Regions from separate parts of the Sus scrofa genome. Here region 2 is linked to region 1. The links are chromatin contacts, called in public Hi-C maps. All regions are on one chromosome and are shown on one strand. Each heading gives the region's core, a stretch centred on a gene start, on an enhancer-like site or on the middle of the called end of the contact. The rest is flanking DNA. Distances are from core to core; before and after follow the strand shown. Region 1 overlaps MRPS24 (28S ribosomal protein S24, mitochondrial). Region 2 has its middle 240 kb from the start of TNS3.

The links. Hi-C and Micro-C count contacts between places; a contact is called where the count stands out from the background.
Region 2: a contact with region 1 is called in a Hi-C map of omental adipose tissue, with 2.4 times the contacts expected there. The contact joins two enhancer-like sites. A contact is called at or near these places in 26 of 47 Hi-C or Micro-C datasets (adipose tissue, alveolar macrophages, brain and 15 more) and 1 of 2 datasets of contacts at active chromatin or transcription factors (alveolar macrophages).

What each region holds. Positions count from the first base shown.
Region 1 is chr18:48,840,514-48,845,058 of Sscrofa11.1, forward strand. All of the region lies in intron 4 of MRPS24 (28S ribosomal protein S24, mitochondrial), which reads left to right. Among named protein-coding and RNA genes, the nearest start is that of MRPS24, 17 kb to the left of the region's middle. Within about 2 kb of position 3,073, at least 5 of the 83 cell types and tissues checked have an H3K27ac peak or open chromatin away from gene starts, as enhancers often do. A contact at or near this core is called in omental adipose tissue, where this site is marked.
Region 2 is chr18:49,200,860-49,205,419 of Sscrofa11.1, forward strand. No RefSeq gene overlaps it. Among named protein-coding and RNA genes, the nearest start is that of TNS3, 240 kb to the left of the region's middle. Within about 2 kb of position 1,317, at least 13 of the 83 cell types and tissues checked have an H3K27ac peak or open chromatin away from gene starts, as enhancers often do. A contact at or near this core is called in omental adipose tissue, where this site is marked.

The DNA of each region.
Region 1 (4,545 bases), core at 1,823-4,322:
ATCATTAAAAACTGTTTAAGTCTACAATCAGTAGAAAATTGGGCAAATGATAGAGGAAACAGTTTTTATAGGATGGGAAATGTAATGACCAACTGTGTAAAAAAATAGAAGAAAAAGAATATACATGAAGAAGATAGGATACCACTTAGTACTTTGTAAAATAATGAAAAAAAATTAAAAATTTAGAAAAGGATGACTATTATGCATTTATCTTCATGCTACTAGGTTGATATTATTTCTGGATTATAGAATTAAAACAAAGGACAATGTATACTGCTAAATGGCATTAGAGGAAAATCTATGGCTATGTTATGAAGCAACAATGAATGAAAGTAAACTGTATATTCAACTAGAATAGGCAGGAAACACATACACGTGTACATGCCCGCACTCACACTGAGCAAAGCAGGAAAGGCTGTGTAAAGCTGGAAGCATAATTTAATTAAATCGACAGCCACGAGATGATTCTTTTAACACACAATTAAAAAGATAAGTTGGAAAAGTGAGTATGGTAAATACACAAAATAAAAATAAGAGGGGAAAATGTTGAAGGAAATTAAGTTAGTTATCAAACATTTGGAAAGAGAGAACAGTCATCAGTACTTCTTATGCTCCAAACTGACATGAATTAGAAATAGAAATCTTCTCCTTTAAATCTCTTTTTTGGGCCACACCTGTGGCAAATAGAATTTCCCAGGCTAGGGGTCGAATCGGAGTTGTAGCTGCTGGCCTGCACCACAGCCACAGCAATGCAGGATCCGAGGCACGTCTGCAACCTACGTCACAGCTCATGGCAACACCGGATCCTTAACACACTGAGTGAGGATCAAACCTGCATCCTCACGGAGACTACATCGGGTCCTTTACCCACTGAGCCAGGACAGGAACTCTGACTTTTAAATGATGGCCATTCTGTTCTAGTGTCTGAACTGGTATGAGGAGATACCTCATTTGCATTGCTCTAATAAGTAGAGATATTTTGCATCTTTTCATGTTCCTGTGGTCATCTGCATGTCTTCTTTGAAGAAATGTCTATTTAGGTCTTCTGCCCATTTTTTGATTGTTTTTTTTTTAATATTAAGCTGTATGAACTGTTTATATATTTTGGAAATTAATCCCTTGTTGCAAATATTTTATTCCATTCCATAGGTTGTCTGTTAATTTTGTTGATGGTTTCTTTTGCCATGCAAAAGCTTTTAGGTTTAATTAGGTTCCATTTGTTTATTTTTCTTTTTATTTCCATTACTCTAGGTGAAGTATCCAAAAAATATTGCTGTGATTTATGTCAAACAGTTTTCTGCCTATATTTTCCTCCAAGAGTTTTATAGTGTCTGGTCTTATATTTAGGACTTTAATCTATTTTGAGTTTATTTTTGTATATGGTGTTAGAGAATGTTCTAATTTCATTCTTTTACATGCAGCTGTCCTGTTATCCCAGCACCACTTATTGACCACTTATTGAAGAGATTGTCTTTTCTCCACTATATATTCTTGCCTCCTTTGTTGTAGATAATTGACCATGTGTCTGTTTTGCGACAGTACCACACTGTTCTTAAAACTGTAGCTTTGTAGTATAGTCTGAAGCCAGGAAGCCTGATTCCTCCAGCTCTGTACTTCTTTCTCAAGATTATTTTGGCTATTCAGAGTCTTTTGTGTTTTCATATAAATTAAAAAAAATTTTGTTTTAGCTCTGTGGAAAATGCCATTGGTAATTTGATAGGGATTCCATCGCATCTGTAGATTGCTTTGGGTAGTATGGTCATTTTAATAGGATTGATTCTTCCAATCCAAGAGTATAGTGTATCTTTCCATCTGTTTGTGTCATCTTCAGTTTCTTTCACTAGTGTCTTACAGTGTTTGGAATACAGGCCTTTGCCTCCTTAGGTGGGTTTATTCCATTCCTAACTTTAAAAAACATACTCTTAATTTTAAAAAGAATTGATATAATTTTTTAAAAAAAGACTGTATCTCAAGTTAAAGCCAATGCTGGAGTCCCCTGGGGGCTCAGTGGGTTACAGATCTGGCATTGTCAACTACTGTGGCTTGGGTTGCTGCTGTAGTGTGGGTTCAATGCCAAGACTGGGAATTTCCGCATGCCTCAGGTGCATGCAGGGGGGTGGGGAGGGGAAGCCAGTGCCATGTCTAATGGTACAAAATCCAAAATATTCCCACTGAGTTAAGGACGAGAAGAGATTGTTAGTTCAAAAGTCCCATAATCATACTTTTAAGGGATGTATCTTATCTCACTCTCGTAAGCACATTTATCTTGTTTATAGACTTAAGAACTCTTCCAGCTAAAGGGAACTTCAAATTAAATTTATAATATGGTTGGTAGTCTTTTATGTACACAGCACAGCCTGTTGCGATTTCTCGTATAATCATAACCTATAGTCATTCAGACTGATTTCCTAAAGCTTAGAAAAGCATTTCACTCAAAGGGTGACGGAGGCTTGCAGTGGTTGTGTCTTTGCCCTTCCCACACATTGTTCTGGAGCAGGATGTGGGACGTTTTCAGCAGCAATGCAATCTCTGATCTTCATTTTGTACCGTGAGAAAATACAATTCTTTCTGGAAAGACCACTGCATGTGGCACTGATCAAAAGGGTATTCATGAAAAGCCAGGGCTGCCAGGGCCCAGCCTCTCTCACCGGGCTCCCAGGTATGTCTCTGGCTGGGGAACTCAAGTTTCTGCAACGTAAGTCTAGCTGGCCTCGAGTGGGATAGACCCAGGAATGTGCTTGGCATCGGAACAGGCCGAGCCGGCTGAACTTCACAGAACAGACCCGCTTCTGTGTGGTGTGATCTGAGGAAATAATCCGTTTGAATTTCCTAACTTGAGGGCAGTTGTTTTTTCATCCTAACTGTTCATAATTAAGATTTGTGTCTTTATCAACGGGGAGGATGGGCTGCCTGGAGCTATCAATAACCACCTACACGCGCATGGTTCTTAGTGTTGTCTGGGCGGCTCACTGCGGTGAAATGCATGGGCCGCCGGCCTCCTCTGCCCTGCAGTGGCTCCTCCTCGCCAGCCTGGCTCCCTGAACAGCCCAGCTCTCTCGCTTCAGCTTTGTCGATTTGGCCCAGGAGAAAACTCCACGTCAGTCCGTGCTCGTTGTTGAGCAGAAGGACCTTGTCCCCTGGGCAGCTCCCACCCAATTCTTGACACCTAAGGCTCAAAATTGCTCTTCCTTCCCTCTGGGACTCCCCACCGTCGGAAACTGGCCAGGCCACTGGGGAAGCCAGTGCAAGTTAGAGATGCCAGGAGGGTTTTTCCTTACATACTTCCTCTTGATTTGCTTTTATGCCTCGACTGTATGATTGAGTAAGGCAGAAACATCGAGAAGGTCAAGAACATTCTGACCTCAGTCTGTCTGACCAGTTTTTTGTCCCTTTTTTTTTTTTTTTAATAAAGTATAATTTTTTTTTCCTTTTTATGGCTGCACCTGTGACTTATGGAGGTTCCTAGGCTAGGGGTTGAATTGGAGCTACAGCTGCTGGCCTACACCACAGCCACAGCAGCGCCAGATCCGATCCTTGGCTGCACCTACACCACAGCTCACGTTAACACTGGATCCTTAACCCACTGAGCGAGGCCAGGGATTGAACCCAAATCCTAACAGACACCATTTCAGATCCTTAACCCACTGAGCCACAACAGGAACTCCAAGAAGTATAATTTCTTAGCGCCCACCCACTGGGGGGAAGTTGAGAAGTTTTGTCTAGCTGTGGGAAATCTGCTTCACTTTCCACATCTGGGGTCCCTGTGACAGGAGGTGTGACTCTGCAGAGAGGACCGGCCCGCCCCATGTCCACAGCTCCTGGCATCAGAAGGGCTTGTGTTGCGAGCCCTGTGGCCCAGTGATATTCACAATAAAGGAAGCCACGAAGAGGGTGGGTTTTCTTTCTGTGTCTTCTTCAACTTCTGTTGTTTGGGGGATTTTTTTTTTTTTTTTTTTTTTTTTATCTTTTTGCTATTTCTTGGGCCGCTCCCGCGGCATATGGAGGTTCCCAGGCTAGGGGTCTAATCGGAGCCATAGCCACCAGCCTATGCCAGAGCCACAGCAACTTGGGATCCGAGCCGCGTCTGCAACCTACACCACAGCTCACAGCAACACTGGATCCTGAACCCACTGAGCAAGGGCAGGGATCGAACCCGCAACCTCATGGTTCCTAGTCGATTCGTTAACCACTGCGCCACGACGGGAACTCCTGAGGGATATCTTGAAGGAGATTTCAGAAGACTTGGCTTTCCTTCTTTCTTTCTTTTTAGGGCTGCACCTGTGGCATGTGGAATTTCCCAAGCTAGGGGTGAATCAGAACTGCAGCTGTCGGCCTACACCACAGCCACAGCAATTCGGGATTCGAGCTGCATCTTCAGTTTATACCAGAGCTCATGCCAATGCCGGCTGCTTAACCCACTGAGCAAGGCTAGGATCAAACCCAAATCCTCATGCATACTGGTTGGGTTTTTAGCCCGATGAGCCACATGGGAACTCCAGAAGCCTTGGCTTTTTAAAAGCAATCAGACATCCTGGGTCACAGAAA
Region 2 (4,560 bases), core at 67-2,566, 360 kb after region 1:
GTATATAATTAAGAGTTCCTGCTGTGGCTCAGAGGGTTAAGAACTCGACTAGTATCCACAAGGTTGCAGGTTCAATCCCTGGCCTCACTCAGTGGGTTGAGGATCCAGCATTGCTGTGAGCTGTGTTACAGCTTGCAGATGTGGCTCGCTTCTGGTGTTGTCTGTGGCTGTGGTGTAGGCTGGCAGCTGCAGCTCCGATTCTACCCCTAGCCTGGGAACCTCCATATGCCACACGTACAATAATAAAAAGGAAAAGGGAAAAAAAAAACTCATGGAGCTGTACACCAGTAAGACAAGGATTTCATTGTATGTAAAGGTAAAAATAAATACAAAATATTAGGCCACATTTCTGGATGGCGGCCCAGTGCGTTTTCTGAGCAATATTAATCCTTAAACTTTATTGAGCATTTACTCTGTGCTGGGCATTATCTCACACACGCCTCCAAACAACCGACTAGAGTGATTTTTAAGAGGGACGCCCTGCTGCAGGGCTGAGAAAACCGATGGCAGCTGGGGGACAAATTTGCCGGCAGAACCAGATCATCCCGGAGGATGAGGTTAAGAGCCTGAGCACAGCCCGACTTCAGCCCTCCCTCCTCCTCCCCTTTCTCTCCCTCAGGCTTTTGGGGCAGCCTAACCCAGGGAGGTGGCCAGGCCCGGGTATAAGATAAGGGGCACATTCTTTGTACAAACACAGAGAAACGTGGAAGGAAGTCAGGAGAATTGCTGACCTCTCTTCGTGCTCCCAGGAGCAAGGGCTTTGCGGGGCTAAACTCACTGCTGGGGGAAGATGCCTTCCCTTCCTGGCTTTGCAGCAGCAGACCAGAGGGGACTGTGTCCCCCGGCTCGGAGGCTGCATCCTGGCCCATCTTCCTCCTCCCCCCCCCCCCCCCCCCCGCCACCACTGGGGCCAGTGATTTTGGAAGAGGGGGACTGCGCTATGGAGTACTGTGAGTGTGTGTGCGCGCAGGTGTGTGTGCAGGTGTGTGTGTGTGCTTGTTTGCTAATGTGGCTTGGAGGTCCTTATCAACCTCAAACCGCAGTGACCACCAGCAACAGGCACCAAAGAGTTTCAGCGCCGTCTGTGTTCAGCGGCCAGCAGGGACCACACTGGGTCACCGGGACTCCAGGACCTTCCTGCTGCCCAGCAAGGGTGGCAGGAGTGGCTAACAGAGCCTGCAGCTCACAAGGACCGGGATTGCGGGGTTGAAGTCACGTTAATGCTGTGGATTTAGAGAAAGTGGGCGGTGCCTTTGCAGAATTTGAAATTCCCATTGGCTCCTGGGAATTGGTAGACTGCCGCCCACTGTTCACCTGCCCAACGGCTGCCCGCGGACGCTTTCCTATCACTGCTGTCATGTGTGGAAGCACAAGCACTGTGGAAGGAAGGCTTTAGAGGAAAACACAGAATGGTAACTGTAGTTGTGCCAGAGTGTGTGTGTGGAGGGGGTATCCCCCCTTTTGTATTTTCAGAAATGGCTCGAATGCTGAAATCTTTTATATTATGGAAAACGCCTTAGTAAGCGCTCCGGGCAGGGTCTGCGCAGGGCTCCGGAGTGGCCGGCAGGGGGCGCGCGCCCCGCGGGACTTGCGCGGAGCGGAGGAGGAGGGATCCTCGCGGAGAACGGAGGCTGGGCCCGGGGCTGGGGGCGGACGAGATCGGTGGACCGGTGGGGGCTCGCGGACCGCCCACTGGGTCCTGAGCCAGGCTGGGTGCTCCAGAACTTTCCCGGGAGGGGATGGGGGCGCCAGCAGGGACCCCGGGCCGGAAAACGGGATGCTGGTGGAGGTGGCTTCATCCGGAATAGACGGGAACCCCAAGAAGGCTGCCCTGCGCCCCCCGCCCCATCTGAACCCGGCGCGCACCTGCTCGGCCAGGCGAGAAAGTGGCGGGGGTCTTCCAGAGCTTTCTGGGTGCTGGGGAACTTTGCACGATTAACTTGTGGGCTTGCACAGAGCGTCTCCGTCCCACGCGGGGAGGGGACCTGCTGCCAGACACGCGAGGCCAGGCTGCTGGGGACCCTGCTCAGTCCTGGAGGGCTCTCACACACACACGCTCCCCAGCTCCGCAGAAATGGGGGAAAAAAGGCTATTTCCCAAGCAGAGGCTGTCTCAGGGACTGGGTACCTGACCCCAGACCCCAGCTGGCCGAGGGACCGTGAACCTCTCCACCTGGAATCCGAGGAGACATGGTGCCAGTGACTCATTCCAAGACAGGAATAGGATTAACTATTATCTACAACCTTATTACCCTTAAAATTGACCTGGCTTCCCTTATTGGTCCAGCCCCAGGCTGTCTTTGTCCCCACACCGGAGGGCCCACTGCAGTCTTCGTCCTTCTGCCTGAATCCCCGCCCCCCCAACCCCAGGACCAGGAGGCGTCCCTTGGCTGGTACTACTCAGGGTCCTGCCAGACATGCTTCCAGACCCCTCTGCGCCTGCTCTGGGTCAGGTGCTGGGGATGCAAGGAGGATCTCACCCCGCCCCCAGGTCCAGCGATGGAAGCACGGACACTGGTGACTCAGGGCGATGGGCGTCCCTCCTGGTCAGTCCCGTCTTCTGGAAATGTCCTTATTGAGAGCTGGGCTTCTCGTCCTCCCGCCTCTCACCTGCTCCTGCATCTTTGACGTCTTCATCTCGCTGTGCTGTCTTTCCTTGTTTTCCTGTCCTTCCACCCTCTCTTAAGTGGAGCCTGGTCCGCGCCTTCATTTCATGACCTCTGCTCTGTTTTCACCCAATGTCTGTCTGACAGTCTGAGAGTCTGAGTCTGTTCTCCGTTCCATCTGGTCCTGTCTTAGGGATGCTGATTTTTCCCCTAAACCCTTGGTCCTTTCAGACTCCCCAGCTCCATTGCTTCCTGACCTCTGCTTCCTGGGGTGTGGTCTTGTAGCCAAAAAGTGGCCTCTGCACACTGACACCAATTAAGTCTTGGAGACAGAGGGTTGGGGGAAGCCGAAAGAACAGCTTTATTGCTTTGCCAGGCAAAGGAGGCCACGGCAGGCTGACGCCTCAAAGCTGTGTCCTGACTTGAGAGGGGACAGCAAGGGGTCTTATAAGTTTAGCTTGGACGACAGTGTTATTGATTGAGGTGTCTCCGGAGATCATTTTGGAGCCGTCAAGTCTGGCAGCAGCCAGCCTGGTGATGGTGAAACCGACAGCACCGATGACGTGCACTCAGTCAGAACCCAGCTTGGGACTTGAACCCAGGTGCCTGGACTCGAACCCAGCCAGAAGCCAGATTGGGAGCCGAATCTGCAGTTTTTAAACTAGAATCCCTCACCCCGTGTCTGGACTTACCGAGGTTCAGGTTCTTTGTGTCTCAGTGCAGAAGGAATTTAGTGAGAGACAAAGGGATAGGCAAGAAATAGATTTATTAAGATGGGATGCTTGTGAGAGATGCAAGCGGACAGGCGAGGAGGCTCTGTCCTGAGAGTCGGGTGGGCTACAGTTTTATCACCCCAGGGGAGTGGGGCTGGGAAAAGTCCGCCTCTTCCTCTTTCTTCCAGGAGCAGCTCCTCCTTGGTATCCGGTAAGAGAGTATCTGACCCTCTAAGGTCAAAGGAGGACTGTCACGGTGCTTCTTCAAATCAGCAGAAGGGTGCTCCTTAAACTCCTGCCCTTGGTCTGACCTTGAATGCAGGCCTCACCCCATCCCCCACCAATGACCAGAGGCCTCTCTCGAGCCTCCACTGGTCAAGCAAGCCTGCCTCCTTCTGATACCCCCCTCCCCCACAGTGATCGCCAACCCACAGGGATCTCCCGGGGGCCCCAGGCACCCCCTCCATCCATGGTCCCCCCGTGGGACCCCCACAGCCACCCGTGCAACTACCCTGCTCCATCCCTATCCACGATTTTTGGTTATCTTCGGGGTTATTGTTCCTCTCACTTTTCCTCTGGAAAGAAGATTTTGCTTTACAGGAAAGAGGTGGTAGGGAGTGTTTCAATTACAAAAGAAAATGCGAGATGCAGTACCACTCTAAAAAGTAAACATTAGCAAAAAAAAAAGGCATTAAGCAAGGAAGAAATCTTTTGTGAAAAGTTTGTGGGCCAAGGCAGGACCGAACACAACTGAGAGGGTTTTAACTAGTTTTTAGCTGTAATAGTACTTCTTTTTTCTTTCTTCCTTTCTTCCTTTCTCTCTCTCTCTTTCTTCCTCCCTCCCTTGCTCTCTCCCTTCCTTCCTTCCTCCCCTCTTTCTGTCTGTCTGTCTGTCTTTTTAGGGTCGCACCCACAGCACATGGAGGTTTCCCAGGCTAAGGGTTGATTTGAACCTACAGCTGCCAGCCTACACCACAGCTACAGCCACAGCCACGCAGGATCAGAGCCGTGTCTGTGGCCGACACCGGAGCTCATGGCAACATCAGATCCCTGACCCACTGAACAAAGCTAGGAATCGAACCCGCGTCCTTATGGACATTAGTCGGACTCGTTACAGCTTAACCACGATGGGAACTCCTGTAACAAGGGTTCCTAATCATTAACTCCCGAATCAGCCTTTGGGGACCGAGGGGAGGCCTGGGAGGCTAAAGGAAAGGCCTTTTACTTCAGAACATGAGGGCT